2 separate regions of the Gossypium hirsutum genome follow, and region 2 is linked to region 1. The links are chromatin contacts, called in public Hi-C maps. All regions are on one chromosome and are shown on one strand. The core of a region is the stretch at or near the end of the contact, and the rest is flanking DNA. Distances in the headings are between cores, read along the strand shown. Region 1 holds the start of LOC107916214 (alkaline/neutral invertase C, mitochondrial). Region 2 has its middle 17 kb from the start of LOC121222811.

Region 1 (7,024 bases), core at 3,043-5,542:
TTTTTTAAGTTCCTTATTTGTAAATATTAACCTTGTGGGGTTTGATAAATATTAATAGTGTATCAATATAATTGTAAATTACATTCTTAATGATAATTATGTCATGTTCTTAATATGTAAATTAGTGATAATTATGTCACACTTTTAATAAAATTTTCAAGTATCATATTTTAATTAATATAAATTTTTCACGGTGAAGCTTTTTTGTTTTTAGATATACTTTAGACTTCGGAGGTGAAAGTGAAAATGGAAGAATGAAGGCTACTAATATCTTGGCACCCCTATTAGGTTTGAGAGCATGTGGCAAAAGGAGTAATTTTTGAGCAAGTATGGTCAGATATGTCATTCCACATATCTCGTTCCCAATCAACTGTGAAAAAAATTGTCTATTCCTACATTTTTTGTTTTGAAGGTTTTAGCTCAACAAGTTCTTGCAAACCTCCATTCACCAAACACTAAAATTAGAATTAGAAGGTTTGGCTACCCAATCTTCCATTTGTGCTAAAATCAACTAAAAATTCCAAAACTATAGTGGGGTTGGGTGATAGTTTTAAGAAATCCAATATTTCCGGATCAACTCTCAGTGCAATATTTGCTTATAGTCTTACCACATGTAAAGTTTATTTTAATTTTCCTTATAGTCATTGGAAAAAATTGAAAAAAAAAATCATCTTATACATTATTTCCTGTAAAGATGGTGTTAACTAATTAAAAAATATTTTAATTGAAAGACCGTTGTATGATATTCTCATTATTTTTTTATAAATACCGTAAATAAAAAAAGCTGTGAATGTATGATATTCTTGAGATCAAAAACCTTAAATCAAATTTATTTATGAAATAAAATTGTTTTTATATATAATTACTGACCAACAAGATTTTTAAAACACGACCAATTCATTGATTCAATTTATGTTATCTGAAGAAATAATGGAATCATATGTTCAATTATTCAGGCTTAGGACCTGATGGCTCCCCCAAAATTGAGCCATCGAGTCGATGAATGATGCAACAAACAAGTACATTACATGAATGATGGTTGTTGGTACTTAAAATTATTAGTCAGTCACCTCCATGTCTCATCCAGCACTTGACTACCCTTCCATCCGAACTTATTATTATTTCCCATCCCATCCTACCCACCCAAAGTAATTAATGAACCGTCATTACGATCTAGGACCAAGGCGTGAACACTTCCTTCGACCATTTTTGCTAAGCCCACAAACACACGTCTCCAGAAGCTCGTAGTCCTCCTCCCAGAATAAAAGGGATGCCTTCTCCGGATTCTGCAATAGCATCTTTGAGGTAAGGAAACTGGCAACTGTCCATGTCTGGTAGAGCCGGGATTGTTTGCCTATGAACCTTCCACTTCTTGTGTCATAGTATTCAGGCCACTGATCCACTGCTAGCCTTTCCTCTACCAAAGCAACTGCTTTTTGTGCCAATTCTGGCTTCCCCATTTTTATACAGGCCAATGTGAACTGAAATAGTGAAAAGCAATTCATTATTACGCGACTAAGGTATACGGATATGTCACAGTCACAGGCATTACAAAAGATTTCGGAAGACACGTAATTCAATCAACTATGATTTTTACCTGCCACAATAGTGTTGGCCACGATCCACCATTGTGATACGACCATGGGCTGCAAACAAAGACGCAAGTCAATATCTGGATTATTGTATTCACCAATTTGCTATGTTTATGGATAAGTAACGAAAAGAGCCTCACGTATTCTTTGGGTCACTTCCAGTGATGATCCGCCATTCGTCAGACTCCAGAGCGGGGTAAATAATCTTAAGAGGCATGTTAGCCACAAGATCATCCCATTTTGCCTCGATCAAATCCAGAACATCCTTGTTCTGTTTTGGGGTTCCCAAAGAAGAAACAATGGCCCAAAGATTTCCAAGTGTGAAAAACCTAAAATCCATGTGAGCAGGCTGTAAATTGCCAATAAAGTAGCCACCTTCATCAGGAATCCAATCTACTAGCCATGAAGGAATCTGATCAGGATAGATATTGAACTTGTTGATGGCATCTGTTGAATATTCCTCTGTGTTGTAACGATATATCTCATTGATTTTCTTTATATCAACCCAGTAATACTCTCTGATATGAAATGAGAGTGCACTGAGCCGGTTGTTTATGGCGGCTACCAAATTCTTTGTTGCATCATTCACGGTGAGCATCTCCCGAGAGCAACGCAGAGCAGAATAGAATAAGGCCTGCAAGATCAGGATTCTTAGGGTTTAAACAAATATATGAGTGAAATGTTTAATATATATGTAACAAAAAGTTATTCAGCTTACTTGTATTTCGAGAGGGTGGCCATGAATACCCATTCGTCTATCAATCATACAGGAGCCATCAGTGACCAACAGTGAAGGAAACATGTCGAACCCGTCAGTTAAACACAGATTTAGGATCAGTCTTATGCCTGTTTGTACATCCACCCTATCTTGTAATGAGTAGTCACCAGTGATCTTCCCATATGCTCTCAACAAGATAATCCACCACAACCCTGTGATTTTAACACCAAAATCAGAGAATTAATACCATCTCAACAGTGACAATAATATGATAGTCAGATAACTAACACCGGCAATAAAATATGTTGACGGTATTCGAAATTAAAGAAGTAATCATCAAGAAATGCTTCGTTGACTAAAAGTCACTGTCCTACCAGAATCAACAGGGGCAACACGACCAATGGCTGATTCACCAAAATCAGGATCCAAAACCTCTTCAAATGCTTCAGGGCTTCCATCACGAGGGACTGTTCGAACTTTGAAACTTGCTGGCATCAATCCTTGCCCAGGGCTATAGCAGTCCACAGTCTTCTCCCAACTCTGAAACCACCAGAAACATCATCAACAAACAACCAATGCCTAGAAAATACACGGGAGTCCAACAATATATCACCCTAATAACCAGAAGCTAATAGACCAGTTAAAGTCATGAGGCTCCTTCGATGTTATCTGAAGACAAGATCCCCTGTTGCTCTAAGAAATGCAAAAAATGTAAATTTATGTTCTACGGCATCACCGCGACATCCAAATAATAATTCATGTTCTTCTAAGGACTAAATGTAGCATATTATTGATAATACATCTTTTTAGTTTCTACAAATTCTGAAATCAGTTGTACTATCAAAGACTTCCACTGATAAAAAAGCACACTAATTTTCCAATTAAAATGTAAAAGCAATGTTTAGGTATAAAGATCATAAGTACCTGTAACTGCAATGTGTGAAGAAGAAAATTCTTCACAATCTCTGCCTCCCCATTTAGCAGAAAGGCAAGTGCTGAAGGTACAAAGTCACGGATAAATATCTGATCATAGTTCAACGGCTGCTTGTCAGCTGGATCATTAGCGGCTACGGTCCCCACTGGATTTCCGCAATAGTTCACCACAGCACCACGTAGTATGTTCCATGCCTCTTTCTCAATCTCAGACACCTCTCTCTCAATCCTAGGTTCGGTCAAATTCGAACCCTCTACATCATTTGTATTTACATCTGACTCACTAGCATTTATTCCAGTGTTATCCTCTTTAACTAATCCATCACCCGTCTCAATCCTCTCAATCACCAAAGGCTTCACATTCAACCCACCTTGAATGTAAATCCTCTCGAAATTCTTCTCATTAACATGATGTTCAACGGATGTTGAGTGATTCCTAAAATCCGACGCTACTCTGGGAATTACTAAAACTTCCCTTGATCTACCTTTATCAACACGGAAACTATCACTAACTACCCTAGACTGACCCCAGCTTGAATCGGATACACTAAAAGCCCTCCGATTCGGATCAGCAAGACACTTATAACCTACGACCTGCGACTTACTATGCTTACATGAGTGCACCCTACGGCGATCAACCGCCTTAGAAAGAGATTTCGACAAATTACGGATACCGGAACGGCTCATTTTGGGGGGAGAAAACCCAAAAAAAGAAGAGCTTCTATAACTTATTAGGAATCTACAACAAGGTTTCATGCTGGATATTCCAATACAAGTGCTAGACTTCATAACTAATCCTTTTTCCCCTTTTCACTAAATTCAAGAATCAAATTTCTGTACTCTATGGCAAGATGTATATACAAAACCTCTGTTAATCTTAAAAAATAAACAGAGAAATAAAAGAAAAAATTGGGAATATAATTTAATAATAAACTTCAAAGAAAAGAAAGCTAAAAATGGAAATTAAATCTAGATGCGAATACTTACAATTGAACGTTTGATTATAGAATTGAGAGAGAGATTTGTCTTAAAGATTCAAAGTTTTGGAGATTTTGAAACCAGAGGCATTGCTTGGTATTTATAGGCAAAAGGAAAAGGGGGGAAAAGGTAGGTGGGTGTAATTACTGTTTGTGTCCCTGCACGTGAAAGACTTCAGGTTTTGGTGGTGCGAATTTACCATAAAGCCCTTGAAAGGATTAGATTTGTTTTTAATTATTTATTATTTTTTAAAACACATCATCATCATTGTTTGAAATTTCTTTTACGTGAAAAATATGTAGAAATTTTGAGACTTATCTGTCTGAGGATGACCGTAGTGGAGAAGAGGAATCTTTCGTACAACAATTTCTGTAAATGATCAACGTGTTGAAAAAAATCATATTTCTTCTACAAGAATTGCATATTCTATTCATATTGTATGGTGGAATTTATTGAATTTTTTAAATATTTTAATTGAAATTTTATAGTATCAATTAAATCATTTTATTAATTTCCTCGTTAGTTGTTAGGATATGTTATTTTTTAACAATTTAATTCCTAATAAGATATTATTATGAGATATTATCTTTCCTCAATTTGATTCTTCCGTAACTACTACTGTATAAATATATGTACACCTTTGAGGTCACTCTATTCTTTTCATTAGCTTAAATGTCAAAAAAAACAAGTCTTTTAAAATTTAATGATATTATCTATTTTTTAAACAATTTATATGTTGTCAACCAAACTAAAAGAAGAACTTGATTGTAGAAAATTTTAAAATTTAAGTCATAATTTAAGGATGTCTTGCCATGGTAGTTAATATCGGGCAATATTTACCATTATGGTCCTAAATCGATTCCAAGTAATCTAAATTCCATTCTAATTAGAATTTTGGTATGTTTTGATTGTTTCAATGTGTTTCAACCAAGGTTAATTTGTACTAACTTTAAGGGCAAACTCAATGGGGCAAGTAGGGGTTTTAGCCCTAAAAATAGAAATTTAACCTTTTATTCCACCATAAATAATAAATTTATAATTTAATATACGGTAAATCTACACTTTGGTCTTCAAAAAATAGAAAAATCATTTTAGTCCTTTCAAAATGATTAATTTATAAATTAATAAATAATAATTTGACGTATAAAAAAAATTATAATTCAATTTTGATTACTTTTAAAAAATTTTAAATGCGCCTTCGACTAGCTTGTATTGGGTACAAACTTTTAATTTTTCTTTTATCTTAATCATTTAATTTTTTTAATAATTACATTCAAAATTAAAATATAATTATTAAATTTAATTAATAATATGAATATAATTAAAATATATTTACATGCATAAATATAAAAATAAAAATAATTAAAAACATAACAATCAATATTGTTGAGTTTGTGTGGTGGGGTAGAATTAACCCTAAACCTACATAAAAAAAATAAGTTATTGAATAAAGATTAAAAAAAAGAACCTTTACATTGGCTAGTGATTTTGATATTTTCAAAAAAAGGTATTTTGTTTAACATGTAAAAATTTTAAACTATTTGATTTGTCCGAATATCAAACTGGAAAAGAAAAAAGAACAGGACAAGCACAAAAATATTGGGCAAATTCCATTTTTGTTAAAGGGTAAAAGAGTCATAACACAATTTGCAACTACGAATGGATGAGGTTGGTCGGCGGTGGTTCCCATCTTCTTCTAGTATTTTGAAGGAAGAAATGAAGAAAGTGCAATGTTTGTGGTCCCCACAAGCCCCCAACAAGTGGATAAATTCGTGTACAAAAAAGGTTCCTTAGAAGCTACAAAATTACGTATGTGTCTTTGTACCTGATTTAACACGTGGTAGTTGAATTTTATTTTCGCCATTGAATTATATAAAATCATTTTTGTAACATTAATGGGGTTTTTATTATTATTTAATAATAAATTTAACCTTCTAATATTTATAAATTCTATCAATTTTAACTTTAATATTAGATTGATGAAGCGTCTATGAAGGTTCTAACGATTATGCCCTTGAGTTTTGGAGAATATCATATCTTTCACTCTAAAAGTTTCTCAATGAGGGGTTTCCTGTGGTTTTACATTGTTTTTTAGGCAAATTCTTGATGGGTTTATGGTTGCAGGAGACGTTTTAGTTTCTTGCTTTCATCAGTTGGTTTTGGTTAAGGGAAAAGGCTCTCTACAGAGTAGGGATGTGTTTAATTTATTTTCTTTTACTAATTCATTTTCTTATTTTGGGTTGTGTGTTTAATTATGAGGATTGTTTATGACTTGATGGAACCCAACTGCTCCTATGCTGAGTGGTTTTCCACGGGCATTTTACCAAAAAAGCTCTTTTTTTTTAAATTATCGAAATGGGCCTATTATTTAATTATTTATCGGAATGGTCCATTTTTCGAAAAATCGCGTCCACGTCAGCGCGATGTCAGGAGACGCGCCAGGAAATCACATTCACGTCAGCGCGAGTTGCTGACGTGGCCGCGACTTGACCCGCGCGTGAACAGTGTTCCAATGGTAAAAAAAACTATAAATACCCCCACCTTTTTTTTTCACAAACTAATCCTCTCTCAAATTTCCTCTCTATTTCCTTAAAAAATTCTCTTAAGTTCCTCTTAACTCCCTTTTTTTAAATAATTTTAAAAATTTTTTTAAAAATTTTTTTAAACCGTAAAAATTTGTACGATTTCAGCAATGCTGGAGAATTGACTCGTCTTGATAAGGATCACATATCGGTGGAACAAATGAAAATGGCAAGTATTAAATTTAATTTTTAAATATTATTTAAGAATTTTTTATTTATGC
Region 2 (6,343 bases), core at 2,162-4,661, 110 kb after region 1:
AGCAGACCTACAATTTGAAGTTCAAGATCCTAAAGTCTACTATGAGATTAGAGTTGAAAGTATCAAGCGGGGGGAATGTTAAGGATATCAAAATCTAAACTGTCAAACATAGCTTTGATATACATATCAATTTGTTGCTACATAAACTAATAATTTGCCAATGTCATGGAAGGTTGATAATAGTGAAACTAAGAAGAAAATTAAATAATTACAAGAGGAAGAAAAACTATGAGTTGCTGAGAGTGACAAGCATGGTTTCTTGGTCTTTTTCGTCAAAAAGCTAGCCCGGCTTTTCTGCTTGAGCTGACAATACATGTCCATCAACAGTAAATAATTAATCTAGCATTATTGTTATTTACCATTAAATATGATTTTATTTTTTAAAATTGTTCACCAATTATATATATTTTTAATTATTCTCAGTTCACAATCTAAAGCGTCTTAATTTGACCCAAACTTGTGTTTTTCCCCCTTAATTCTCTCAAATTCTTTGACTCTTTTGAGGCATGCGTATGTATGTTTTCCCACAAGAAGTATAGTATGTGTCAGGTATAATAAATTTTTTTTCAAATTCAGACTTCGCACTTTAATTTAATTAATTTTAATTTTTATATCTTTCTAATTTTAAAATTTTAGTCTTGACTCAATGATAATAGTTAAATCTATTTGGATAAATTGTGTCATTAGCCTTGTATTATACATAAAATTATAGAATTAGTTCATGTCCACCAATTGAATCATTTTTAGTGAATATATTTTTTGAATTTCAAAATTTTAATCTTAATACAAACGACAGTCAGAAAATCTATTAACTGATTTTTTTTAATAATATGTGAAAATAACAAACATACATAGCATTATACATGTGATAATATGTTTGACACATTAAATTTTAAAAACAACACAACTTAACTTAATGCATTTAATAATTATCATTTGATTTAGACTAAAATTTTCAAATTCTAAAAGTACAGGGAATGAAAATGATCAAATTAAAGTATAGATACTAAATCTACAATTTATGCAAAATATAAAGTCTAATAATTATTATTTTTGGATGATGGTACAACTTTTCCAATAAAAGATTGAAAATTAAGGCTTTGAAATTTATATCGATCCATTGTATCTTTGATAACAGATGTACAAATCAGCAATTAAATCAGTAGGAAAATTTGGAGGCTGGTCGTCGAAAAATATAGTTAGATATAATGGCATAAAAGTTTCAGAAAATGGATCCCTAACCATATTAATATCTATATCACAGAGATAATTATATTAGCTAATTAAGTATACAAGTTGAGAGACCCTTAAGTGAAGGAGAAAACCCAATCTTGCATAACTATAGCTATCTAGAAAGCAGCCATATATAGTTGAAAAATGTTGTTATGTATATAATTAAATTACTTTCCAGTTTGTTTGCCATTAAAGAACACAATTGTAGCTAAAGCTATCAACAACCATTTTCAATTTATTTAGTTGAGTATTCATTAGCATTTTGATAATCATAAGAGTTCGAATTCCACTAATAATCTAATTTGGTGAGTAATCTATAGGTACTACTCTCAACTCTTATGAAATTAATAGTATGAGTTGGTTTTAAACTAGAATTTAACCTCCCCTCACTTAAACTTTATTTGATAAAGTTCATTTCAATTGGTTGAGTAATCATTAGCTCTAATAAATTTTGGGGTTTGAGTTTCTCTAACATTCTAATTAACCAAAAGAAAAATGCCAGAGATCTTAACCTCCTATATAAATTGATGATATGTTGTGAGGTTAGAGTAAGAGAACTTCCTCTCACCTAGTATGTATATAATCAACAACATAGAGATTAAATATATAATGGGGTTTTTCTAAAAAGAATATAAACTGCAATGGAACACACATATCTCGTGGGAAAAGAAAGGGTAAATGAAGGTGATAAACAAGGCATTAAACAAATCGTAGGTAATAGAATAGAAAATGATGTGAGGGGTGCATGCTTTCATTATCTTTTTGAGCTAAAGATTAATGGAACTAAAAAAGCCGCCAAAGCAGCAAAGAAAAAGACGAGCACCAATGTCTCGTCTCATCGATGCACGCCTGCATTAATAAAATGGCTTTAAGCAATTTTAACAATATTAAACACTATTCTAAAACGTCTTTGTTCCCCATACAGTGTTTCCCATTTTTTATTTTAAGTATTACGTAACTATGTTGGTTTCTAACTCTACAATAATTTTTTTCCATATAAATGAAACATCGAGGTTTAAGCTAATTAAAGACTTAAAAGCAGCGGGTGGTCATCAATAATTATGTATAGGGGATGTTTCACACTGTTGCAGGTGGGGGAGATCAGATACGGTGGATGAAGTGGCGGCACCACGTGTTATGTCGACGGTGGCGGTGTTCATACACGTGTGGGTATCATTAAGACATTGTTACAGTGGGGACCAAATCCCCACTTTTAGGGGTAGGTGTGACCTTTGAAGAGGGGATGGGGTTCATTTCATTTGATCATCCCAAATCTAACAATTTTCTTTACTTAGATTTGGAGAAGAGATCCAATTATGTGAAGCTAGGTGGAGACTACACACTTCTTTCTCTTTACAGTTAATCCCTCCCCCATTTTTATGAGTAGGCAAAGTACAAGTTAACAACGACATGTTTTCTCCTTATTGGATTTCCTTTATCATTCCATTGGCCAAATTCCTATACTAGTATTCAATTTATACATTTAGTTTATGAGTTGTGATTTGAAATATAAAACACAATTATAATTAATTTTACTTTTTAAATTATACTTGATTTATAATTTTATTTAAAAATTTCAAACCAAACAATTAACGATATTGGCATAAGATTCTTTTATTGGTGCGAATAATTAAATTCAAAATTTCGAGTCTTACTATATACATTTGTCATGTATGGATCTTGAGTCATATTATTTATATATGCGATGTATGAATTTTTTCCTATTTTTTATCCAATACATTTTGTATTGATTTTATTTTAGGTTGTAATCCCTTAAAAATATATATTCTAAAAAATGTAGTGAAGAGATAAAAACCATCATTTAACCCTAATCAAATAAGTTTCAAAGAAGTGAGTCAAGATATGAGAATCTATTAGTTAACCGTCCATAAAGTATAAAGGTAAGTCTTCATGTGGAAAATTGACCACAATATATCACCATTGAAATGATCATTCATTTTCATTGGGTCATTTAGGACATATGTCTAAGAGGAGACCTATCATGGGGTAATATTATAATCCAATTTTAAAACTAAAAAGGATATAATACTTTACTTGTATGATTATAAAAGGTGGATGACGTTGACATACGATTTATAATGGAGATGTAACTACAGTAACTATCTGCATATAGCATACAAAAGAAGAAATGAAAGGCAACTTCAAGATTGTGATGTTTAGGGCATGGACTAAGGTTAGCGATATGGCTAAGAAACGATGGAACTCAAGTACCCCCACATAGTCCACATTTAATGGCTCCTCTATTTTCAACTCCAAGCTGCTGGAAAACGACCTGCAATTTGATTTTTTTTAGGTCAAAATATGTCATTAATCTTTGTACTCGGTTTGAGATTTAGTCCCCATATTTAAAAAAGTTAGAATTAAAAATATTTTTAGTTTTGTAATTTAAAAATCATAGTTTAATCTTTAACCCATTAGTATTTTTTTAACAGTCATATGCCACATTATGATGCGGATAGCATAATCAATATGTAAAGTTGATAAAATTTAACGAAAAACACGAATAACGATAATGAGTAACTTAGAATTTTTAAATCGAAAAAATAAAATTTTTAAAATTTTTAAATATAAAAACTAATGACATATTTTAATTAATCTTTTAACTTCAAATTTTATGTAGGTCAACAATTTTCAACTAATTCGTAATTAATCACTTTTTATTTCTCCCTCGATTCCAAGTTAGATTATAATTTAGTCATTGATGATGTTACATTTGATTGATAGTAATAATTAATTGAGTTGTTTCAACAAATGTTACAAGATATCCACTAACTTCATTTGATTTTTGATGGTTTGGGAAAGTAAAATTCCATAATCATTTTGACATCTTTGTACACTAAACCTTCCTCAGTTTGGTTTAAAAGTTTGATATTAAGTTGAAGTGTTGAACTCTATAGTCAACTGAGTTCTGAAACCGAAAACAAAATGTTGATTCTTTTTCTTTTTCATTTCACAATTGATCTTCCTTTAATATAAACAAATGCTATTTTGTAACAAATTTGGTGCGTGTCATTTCTATCTACTAGAGCTGATATGCACCATGTTTGCGTATTGTAATTGATATGGCAATGTTATTGCCTTTTTATTTCAATTAAATTATATGTTTTATGTTTATTTTAGATTAAAGTATCATTTATATCCCATTATACGAGTATGTAGAGAAGGTTTGTGATTCTCTTTTCTAGTGATATCGTTTTCATGGTTCAATAGAAGTGTCATGTACTTTACCATTGCACTAAATATTTATTGATCATTCCAGTCAATTTTTTTAAATTACGGTTATATTTGTTTCATTCAAAACAACTTTCTTAAAAATGTTTGGATGATTTTGCTCAAAATGTTTTTCTTATTTAGTAAGCTTTCTTGAAATCATTTTTTAAAGTTGTTTTTTGGGGAAAAAGTAATATAAATTATATTTATTAAAAAATTACTATACAAGTGTTTCCTTTGTCAATTGAAATTTATTTTACAATAATATAAATGTTTTATAATAATTAATATATTATATAAAGTTAATAATAAGTAATGCCTAATTAAAACTGAATTTGAAGTTACATATATTACATATATGAAAGTGAATTGTGACATATGGGGTTGGATTAGAAAATGAAGTTAACTATGATTTAAACAAATATTTATATTTATATTATTAAAATATTCATATTTTATACTATAAAAAATTATAAATTATAATTTATAATTTAATAATAAATATTATTATAATTATTTTTTAATAAAATATTACGAATATTATTAAAATAAAAGTGTACGGATTGATGGTTAAAACTCTTGTTAGACATCTGTTTGGAACGGGTTCAACTGTGTTACACGTACCCTTAATATTGTATTAAAAAATATCAGAAATTATAATATTTTATATCAATTTTTAAATATTTTTACAAATTAAAATGAAAATTTTATTATTAATTAAAAAATAGGCTTAATTCAAGTTAATTTTTATTAAAAAATCAAGTTACTGCTTTTTTCAGGAAAACGACTTACACTTTTCAAAAGAAAAGTAAATTTCTATGAAGAAATGGTTTATTATTATTATTATCTATAAGTCATTTTCTATTAACTAAACTGATTTCCATGAAACAAATATAAAAAATTGCAAAAATATGTTTTTTTAAGTTATTTTCTATGAAATGAACACACTCGACAATTACAATCACAATCACAATCAATATATGTGTAACTACAATTATAGTTAATCAATATATTCCACAAATAAAATTATAATTACAATGATTACAATGCACAAATGAAAATAATAATTACCACAATATATCTAAACCTAGATTAAAATAAATTTAAACATATCTAAATATTCAAACTCAAATTTAGAATTTCAAACACCTCAACCTTCCCACCAAAATTTGAGCCAAATTTGTATGCAATCATCATGCAATTGCAACCTCCAACTCCCACCAACAACGTTCATAACAAAATTTCTCACAAGATGTCAAAAATTTCTTTTTAATTGGGAATATTTGTTGAAATATGAATTCATTTAGTCATCCCCTCCAAAGTGGAAACTGCAAACACACTTTGTTGTTTAGTCCTAAGCATTTGAGACATTTGGTTGGTTAAAGCCCAACATTATATATAAAACTATAATTCCAACCAGCCACTATTTTATTCATATTACACAGTAAAAGAAAACCCTAACGAAACAACTCGTTATCTAAACTCCCATTATTTTAATCCCCCAAAGTATAGCATCAATGTAAATGCCACTGCCCCATATGTGTTTTTTTTAAGCCATTATAGAACATACTAAAAACATGAACATCACTCGCGTTTGCATGTCAACAAGGAAGGAAAATAAAATTAAAATATTACTACTGGATAACAATGAACTTCAACTGGAATGAACAAAAAAAAAAAATCCACCAACTATTCTGCCAAAAGTTTTGAGGAAAAAAGTGATGAGTGAGTCAGAAACAAAGGATGAGACCCAATTAATTTAAGCAAGTAAAAGGTACAAAAGTCAGGTCAACTAAGCAGGTTTTACCCCCCAATATATATGATATTGAGGCAAAGGAGTCAACCCCACAGGCATCAATATTGCATTTAGACAGTGTTT

The links. Hi-C and Micro-C count contacts between places; a contact is called where the count stands out from the background.
Region 2: a Hi-C map of leaf shows a contact between it and region 1, with 2.4 times the contacts expected there. The contact joins the enhancer-like site here to the promoter of LOC107916214 in region 1. A contact is called at or near these places in 4 of 34 Hi-C or Micro-C datasets (leaf and petal).

The regions. Positions count from the first base shown.
Region 1 is chrD10:53,580,534-53,587,557 of Gossypium_hirsutum_v2.1, forward strand. LOC107916214 (alkaline/neutral invertase C, mitochondrial) reads right to left here and starts at 4,293. Exons shown (of 6, transcript XM_016845371.2): 1 at 3,235-4,293; 2 at 2,685-2,850; 3 at 2,311-2,522; 4 at 1,733-2,226; 5 at 1,598-1,646; 6 at 879-1,481. The coding sequence starts at 4,032. The coding sequence ends at 1,167.
Region 2 is chrD10:53,687,275-53,693,617 of Gossypium_hirsutum_v2.1, forward strand. No RefSeq gene overlaps it. Among protein-coding and RNA genes, the nearest start is that of LOC121222811, 17 kb to the right of the region's middle. Within about 2 kb of position 3,412, at least 1 of the 9 cell types and tissues checked has an H3K27ac peak or open chromatin away from gene starts, as enhancers often do. A contact at or near this core is called in leaf, where this site is marked.